Regions from separate parts of the Lactuca sativa genome. Here region 1 is linked to region 2. A link is a contact called in public Hi-C data. All regions are on one chromosome and are shown on one strand. Each heading gives the region's core, a stretch centred on a gene start, on an enhancer-like site or on the middle of the called end of the contact. The rest is flanking DNA. Distances are from core to core; before and after follow the strand shown. Region 1 holds the start of LOC111907093 (GATA transcription factor 12). Region 2 holds the start of LOC111907094 (serine/threonine-protein kinase rio2).

Evidence for each region. A called contact is a pair of places that touch in the nucleus more often than the background predicts.
Region 1: a contact with region 2 is called in a Hi-C map of seed, with 6 times the contacts expected there. The contact joins the promoter of LOC111907093 here to the promoter of LOC111907094 in region 2. A contact is called at or near these places in 2 of 4 Hi-C or Micro-C datasets (leaf and seed).

The regions. Positions count from the first base shown.
Region 1 is chr5:77,039,741-77,044,186 of Lsat_Salinas_v11, forward strand. It overlaps LOC111907093 (GATA transcription factor 12), which reads left to right and starts at 1,375. Exons shown (of 2, transcript XM_023902884.3): 1 at 1,375-2,021; 2 at 2,236-3,273. The coding sequence starts at 1,725. The coding sequence ends at 3,045.
Region 2 is chr5:76,828,471-76,832,555 of Lsat_Salinas_v11, forward strand. It overlaps LOC111907094 (serine/threonine-protein kinase rio2), which reads left to right and starts at 2,065. Exons shown (of 15, transcript XM_023902887.3): 1 at 2,065-2,233; 2 at 3,311-3,421; 3 at 3,538-3,671; 4 at 3,767-3,813; 5 at 3,956-4,026. The coding sequence starts at 3,588.

The sequences.
Region 1 (4,446 bases), core at 125-2,624, 210 kb after region 2:
AGAATCATCTCATATAAGACTAAAAATGATGAAATATGATCAAGGTAAAATATATTTGTGTGAGATTTAAAATTAGGAAGTCAAGTCTTATAGTCATTATAGTTGCAAAAATCACAACTAGATGAATCATTATAACCTTGAAAAGTAGGACAATTTACTCATTTTTTTATAGAAAGAAATATGACAGTAATGTTATTTATAATAGAAAATATAGCCATTGTAAATAAAAATTAGTTGTATAATGTAAATGCATAAATAAAAGTTAGAATACATAAATAATGGTTGACAAAATATATAAATATCATTAGTCGTTAATAACAAATAACTTTTTATAATGCGTTATTATTTTTAATATAATGCTTGTTTTATAATAAATATTTTTTATTAAGTAATACATACCTTGAGTATAATAGATGTGATTTCCTACTTGATTAGATCTTTCGTACTGATAACATGTTATAAAGTTGACGTAATTAAAAGTAAAATTAACAAAACTAAACTAAAACATTATAAATAAAAAGAGATTTGAAAGGATTCTTAAACATTATATTCAAGATGGTGTGATTTTTTCTTTACATTTAATAAGTATTTATACTATATAACATAACATCACATTCATACATTATCAAAATAGTAAATCAATAAATAAAGCAAGTTATTAAAATGGGTGAAAATTGTTTACATACATGGATTGTATGATTTAATAATTTGATGTAATTTGTAATATATATATATATATATATATATATATATATATATATATATATATATAGGTTTTATAGAAAACAAAAAAAACCCTAAAAATCATACAAATACATAAAAAAATACCTATAGATCACAAAAAAAATTTATGAAAAAATCGCAGGTTTTTAAAGAAATTCGTTGAAATTTTTTTTTTTAAATTTTCAGCGAATTTCTTTAAAAGCCTGCGATTTTTTCACAAAAAAAAATTCAAAAAAAAGTTTTGTGATCTGTATGTATTTTTTTTTTTTATGTATTTTTATGATTTTTAGGGTTTTTTTGTTTTTCAAATAATCCTTCCCTATATATATATATATATATATATATATATATATATATATATATATATATATATATATATATATATATATATATATATATATAGAGAGAGAGAGAGAGAGAGAGAGAGAGAGATTAAAATAAGAAAAAAAAATATATCTTGAAGATGAAGAAGATGATGAAGGTATGGTCTTAAAAGGGTCTGCAAAACATGACCTTGTTATGAAGCAACGGGATTATTCCTTTTCCATAGTCTTCCACCATACGCCTCCTCTTTACCGGGCACCACCATATACGACTATTTTGTTACTAAAGTTCATTATCTCATAACGCTTTTTATAATATATAGTACTATATATTTACTTGTTGAGTTTTATTACTTACAAAAATCATATAGCTCTTCTCGTATTCTTAAAAACCTGCAATATAATAGATTTATCATAAAATTTACTTTTTATTTTTCAAATTTATATAATTAATTATTTATATTTATATTAATATTTTTGTCTTCGTCAAATTAGTCCTCCATTTTTGTAGCGGTCCGGCTGTCCCCTTCAAACGCAATTAAAGTCTCTCCTCTCTACGTTTCTCACACTCTTACACTCTCTCTTTCTCTCTCTCTCTCACTAACATCTCCTTTTTCTACGTTACATTTCCAGAAAATCCCCCCAATTACATTACCATTGTTCGATTCCTCAAACACAATGAATATGGAAAACACTGAATTCGTTCATGAATCATCTCCCAATCACCCCCAGCAATTCTCGCCGGAGAAACTCAAAACCGAAAATTTTCTCATCGATGACCTCCTCAATTTCCCCGCCGACGAAATGGTACCTGCGGTTGCAGAAAACATTGTCTCCGGCGCCTCCACGGATTCCTCCACCATCGTTGACACTTGTAACTCCCCTCTCTGTGGTGGCGCCGAACATAACTCTCCCGGAGATGTCCCTCGCCGGAGCTTTACCGATGCTCCGTTCACCAGTGACCTTTGTGTCCCGGTAATTCATTCATTCATTTCTTTTATTTATTACTATTACTTTTTCCTTGTGATTCGCTGAAACAAATTTAATGCATCTTTGAGTTGTACCGTACCACCCCTCATCATATCTGCATGTCATGCATTAAAGGACATTACTTATCAATTAAATGAACTATGAAATTTTGATATTTGTTTTAATTTATGATTTTAATCCGAGGTACTGTTTGTAACAGTACGATGATTTAGCTGAGCTGGAATGGCTATCGAACGTGGTGGAGGAATCATTTTCTTGTGAGGACTTGCAAAAGTTACAACTAATATCCGGAATCAAAACCCGGCCCAACTACACGTCCAATAACCAACAATTCCAACCCGAGACCGTGAGCAAGGCAAACAACCCGATCTTCAACACTGATATGGCGGTCCCAGGAAAGGCTCGGACCAAACGGTCTCGGGCTGCACCATGCAACTGGACCTCACGACTCCTTGCAGTGTCTCCTACTGCAAGTGGGACCACCGTCACCATGTCATCTGAGTCTGAGTCTGATATTGCCTCGAGCTCGATCAGAAAGAAGATCGTGAAAGCTGGAATAAAGAGAAAGGAAGTTTACGATAACCCGTCGCATAATGGGGACGGGAGGAAATGTTTGCACTGTGCTACTGATAAGACCCCACAGTGGCGTACAGGACCCTTGGGACCCAAAACGCTTTGTAATGCTTGTGGGGTCCGTTTTAAGTCTGGGCGGTTAGTACCGGAGTATCGTCCGGCAGCAAGTCCGACGTTTGTCACTGCCAAACACTCAAATTCCCATCGGAAAGTGATGGAGCTAAGAAGACAGAATGAGATGCATCAACATCAATATATGCATCAAAATCAACGTCAACATCAACATCAGTCTCAACACCAACACCATCATCATCATCATCAACAACAACAACAACAACAACTCTTTCATCATTCGAACATGATATTTGATGTACCCAACAACGATGATTACTTGATCCACCAACATGTCGGTCCCGACTATAGGCAACTAATCTAAATCTAGTTCTTTAAAATTAATTTAGACCTTTTCCATAATTAAAGAAAAAGTCATAATTGCTATGGTTTATTTTCTAAGTTATTGGAATTTTGTAGTTTTTACTTTTAATTCCGGGAAAAATAGAGAAAAATATGAGAGATGAGTGTAGACCTTTTAATGTTCTCCATTGCCAATTGTTGGCATATTCTTGAACTAAAGTTTTCATATTAATTTACATTTAGTTAAACTTTTTTCAGTTTTAGATTTTTTAGAACCGTTAATTTATAAATTTATTAATATTATTTTTTAGATTTATACGTACGCGTGTTGTTTATTATGAGACTTGAGACTTGAACTCCGATTATTTGAAAAGCTGATATTTTTCTCATACACCTCTAGACCTTTTAATGTTCTCCCTTCTTTTATAATTAAATGTGAAAAATATATCTTATATTTCGTAAAAAGATGGAGTATTAACTATTAATTAAGTACTATCATTTTATACCATATCTCAATTTTATGAAAAATTATATAATAAGGTAAACATGTGATGTAGTTAATGTAGTTAGTTTAAAAGTTATCACGGGCACCAAGATCACCACATGTGCACTTGTTCGATCTTTTGTAAAGCACTTGGTGCGTCAGAAAAATAATTAATAATATTAATTAATCTATTTTTTTATATATATAACTAGTTGTAAACAAAAAAGATATATATGCAATTAAATTAATTGATTAAGTTCATGTGATCATGTGCCTACACCAACTTCAAGAGGAAATATAAATTCGATGTTGACTTCCCCATTCCCAAAATTTTAAATTATACTTTATAACCAGGCATGGTACCATTGAATTCAGTGATAAGAAGAATGGATTGGTGAAGTATAGCAAATATGCAGAGAATGTTGACAAAAGATGTGCATTTCACAACGACACTCGTTAGTCGTTACCATTCACAAATTTCATATTTAATTGTTATGGTTTTCCATCTAATTTGTATTTTCTTGTCTTTTTTTATTTTCCTTTAAAATCAACCAAAGAAGATGAAAAACGTGTTCCCCATAGATGCTGTAAAATCACGATAAAATGTAATTTACATTTGTTTTTTAATCAATTTGTTATTTCCTTGTTAAAGACGTTGCATAACACTTGCCATTTTTCATGCAAAGGAATTCATAATAATGACTTTAAGATGCTCCACCATGACTTTAGGGTACTCTTAGTTAAATTAAATGTGACTTAAGCATTAAACATTCAAAAGACGTGGCAGAACATTTGGAATCATACCGGAGCATTATGATCTTAGATGGAGCATTTTGATATGAGATGGAGCATTCTGGCATGGGGAGGAGCACTTTCTAGAATGCGCTCCTTGCTAAACGCATTCAAGCATGGAAACAAATGTGTTGGCCTCTTAAAGAA
Region 2 (4,085 bases), core at 815-3,314:
CGAAATGCTGCTCCTCTAGCTCCCTGAGCAACCAATACCAATAACACTTAGTCCCAAACTGAACTCTAGAAGTCAAACTGAGTCAACCATGGTCAAAGTCAAAGTCCTGGTCAAAGTCAATCTTCCTGATTGAATCTAATCGTCGAGTCAACCCGTAGACTCGCCGAGTTATTAACTCAGAAACTCTCAAAATACGACTCAACTCGCCGAGTCACCCCAAGACTCGTCGAGTTCAACGATCTCTGAGTCCCATCCTGTCGAACTCACCGAGTCACCACCCAACTCACTGATCCGCGTCTTAACCAGAAAAGGTTGAGGTTCTACGACCAGACTTGCCGAGTCCAAGAACAAACTCGTCGAGTCCAAGGCAATCTTCAACAGACTCGCCGAGTTGTTCTTCCAACTCGTCGAGTCCATGCTCATGATCATACAACTCCCCGGGTACACCCATGTGACTCGTCGAGTCTCTTCGGCTCTCAATCCATATAGTGGCCTTTCGGGCCATGCAAGGGCTCCAATCCATATATCCACTCTTCTAAAGTCTAACCCCCACGTAAAGTTGCAAACTTTACGTGGAACCAAGGAGCTAAAGGCCCAAAACACTCTAGGGCTTGGGTTTAAGACAAAGGGGCTTCACCAGTAACTCATTGACTGCTGCTTTAAGACATTCTGGACCATCACAACCCTAGATATGAAGTAGCAACCTCAGATCTAAGCCCCAAACTCGGAATAGATCTCAATCATACCAAAAATGGCCCCAAAACTCATCCATGAATAGATCTAGATGCAAAAGAGGGAAGGTAACAACTTATTACCTCCAAGATATGCCCAAACTGAAGTAGATTCTGGATCCACGCCACTCTCTTGATGCAAGCCCTTTTGATCTTCAAGTTTCTTCCACTAGAAACAACTTCCAAAGCTTCAATCTTCCTCCAAAGGCCTCACACACGAGCTTAGGGTTTTCTGGTTCTCAAGGGTAATAAGGAGGCTGAGAGAAGGACATAAAATCCTTTAAATAGGGTGCAACCCGCGAGATTATGGTTTTTCTCATTCTAGCACCAACTCGTCGAGTCCAGCTTTCGACTCGGCGAGTTGGTCACTTAATTCGCGATCCAAAACCCGCTCCGACTTGGCGAGTGAGTATACCTACTCGTCGAGTCCCTTCTTCAATTTACACTTTTAGCCCTTAACTCAAACTTCTGAAATTTGGGATGTTACAAGCAGTTTGGAATAACGTTCCCAATTAGCAGAGCCACAAAATATCACCGAGATTGACCATTATTTTGAATCCGATATCCCATTTTTTAGCGCTATTTGACCTTAACTTGTTTTTGGGTCTTAGTTACTTAATTATGAAAAAACAAATTATTTCTATTGGATTAACCAACTATTCTTAGCCTAAAAATCTTTTTTTACACCCGATTGAATATGAACTTGAAGACAAGATTCAACGTTTTTTTTTTCTTGACGAGACGTCATTCTCCTCCTGGTCGATCGACTCCCACTGTCAAATTAAGAGGGTGTTTGACTAAGCTTATTTAAGGACCTTTTTAATTTATTATCGATTTCACATTGATATAAGCTAAAATTAATATTTTAATACGAATTATTAAAAAAAAATGATTTATAACTCTTCTATACAAGTCGGGTGACGTTTGGTTTGCAAAATGTTTTTGAAGGAATTAGAATCTGTTAATGAAGTGAAATCTGCCAGGAATTGAAGATGGTGGTGGCGACATAAGGGTTTCATATGTAGTGTTAATAGTAAAATGGGTAATATGGTAATATTCAACAATTTCACTTGAAAGGAATTTTAATTCCTTAAGTTTTTGGATGTAATTTATTTTCTCTCGTTGGAAGAAAAATTTGACTTAGAATCCAATTCCTTTTGAAAGCTTGAATAAAAAAAAAAAATCATCAGATTAGATTCCAATCCGTTGTAATTCCAATGGATTCCAAGCCAAACCACACTACAATTTTATTTTATTTTATAATATTTTTATTTATTTAAATTATTACCCAACTTATCAAAAACTATTTATTCCTATTGATTTGAGAATCCACCGATATGCCCCAAACCCTAATAAAACCTTACTCACTACTTACGATTACAAACAGCATCGCCTCTCGCTATTGCTCCTCACGTCAATTCTCCCCGCTCGTCATCGCCTCCCCTGTGAAGTCACTGGCCGGAGACCTTCGATAGCCACAACTCCGTCGCACCTAAGCCCAGGTTCCATTTTTCTTCCTTCTTTTCTGCTTTCTTTGAACTTCGCAATTGATGTTGGTGGTCGATTTCTTTTTATTAAACCTGTTTCTTTTCATGTGATTTCCTTGTTCACATACGAAATTTCTGTAGTTTTTTTTTAATATCAATCGGCAAGTTCAAGTTCTCTGGAATTCTAATTTGCTAATTGTGTTTGCTGTTCAAATGTATGAAGCCTGATGTGTACAGTGTTTTGTAAAAAAAGGAATGTGTTTGCAGGCAATCTGTTTGATCAAATGCCTGAGAGCGACAGTACTCTATTAATACACATGTTTTCACATATCAATTCTAATATATAAGTTTTAATGTTTAACTTTTGAAATTTGATGTTGTTAACTTGGGAATGAGCAATAGATGCACCTGATTTCCTCCTAGTGTTTTTGAATGATGTTCTTATGATTCTTATATGTAAAAGGAAGCCCTTTTTGGTCATTTAACACATATAAACAGTTTTTTTTGCCAATAACTAAAAAATGCTTATCAGCTTCTGGCATTTTGAAAACTCCATCTGGACACCGCTATAAGCTAATAAGCTATAAGTTAAAAGTGCTTATCGGATACTGATTTTTTGATTGCCTGCTTCTTGACTTTTGGTTCTCTATTTCTTCTCTATTGCTTGCTTGTCGACTTTTCCAGTTGCTACTAAATTTGTTATTGCTGTGAATGCATAGCTTCTTGAGTTATTTAGTGCTTGCTTCTTGAATGTGTGATTCACTTGGTTCTATGTTGACTTCTGGAATTACACTGCTATGATGAGTTAATGACATTGCTAGTGCCCTACTGTGAAGGAGTTGAGTTTGGTAATTTGTAATCTGTTAATCTGTTATATGCAGTTGAGGGGTTAATTGGTAAATGATAAATGTTATGTAACCCTTTTGTGTCATGTGCTTATATATATATATATATATATATATATATATATATATATATATATATATATATATATAACTTTTTGTGATATTAATTCTACATGGTGTGTGTGTATACTCGAAGAAGAGTTTCTGAGTCCTCTTGCATAATTTGTATATGTGATGTTGTTTGAAGCTTTATAATGAACTGAAGATTGTTTCTCCAAGCTATACAAGAGTACCACAGTGATAATCAATTTGAGAAGTAGATAATGATTAATTTATTGTTACAAAACTAATCTTGAAGGTATATGTAAGATTACATGTTATATTCAATTTTTTCATTTTGTTTTAGTTAGGTATATGGTACTAATATTTATCTTGAACTGGATTTGAATTTTGAACCCTAATTTGGATTTTCAGGTGATCAACATTTACTTAGTAGAGAAGAAAAGTGCTAAAACAGAGGAGTGATGAAGCTTGATGTGAATGTTCTTCGGTACCTCTCTAAAGATGACTTCAGGGTTCTCACTGCTGTAGAGATGGGAATGCGCAATGTAATTCACTATTCAATAATACTAATTAAAATTCATTTTTTTTTTTGACTTTTCTCTCATCTAAATAAAAAGAACACTTCTTTTTCTCTTCTCAGCATGAAATTGTACCTGTTGAGCTCATCGATCGCATTGCTTCACTCAGGTGAACCTCTAATCCTTTCCATATCCATTTTTTTTCAATATCTGTAATAATACATATCTATAGCTCCTAATGATCAACTATTTTTTGTTACATTACATATGCCAAAATGATAACAAATACTAGTTTTCTTGGTTGTGTATAGACATGGAGGGACTTATAAGGTGTTGAAGAATTTGCTCAAGCACAAACTGTTGCATCATGACTCTTCAAAGTGTGAGTAATAATACGTCTGTTTTGACTTTTAACATATAACATCTTTTGATTCTTTTCTA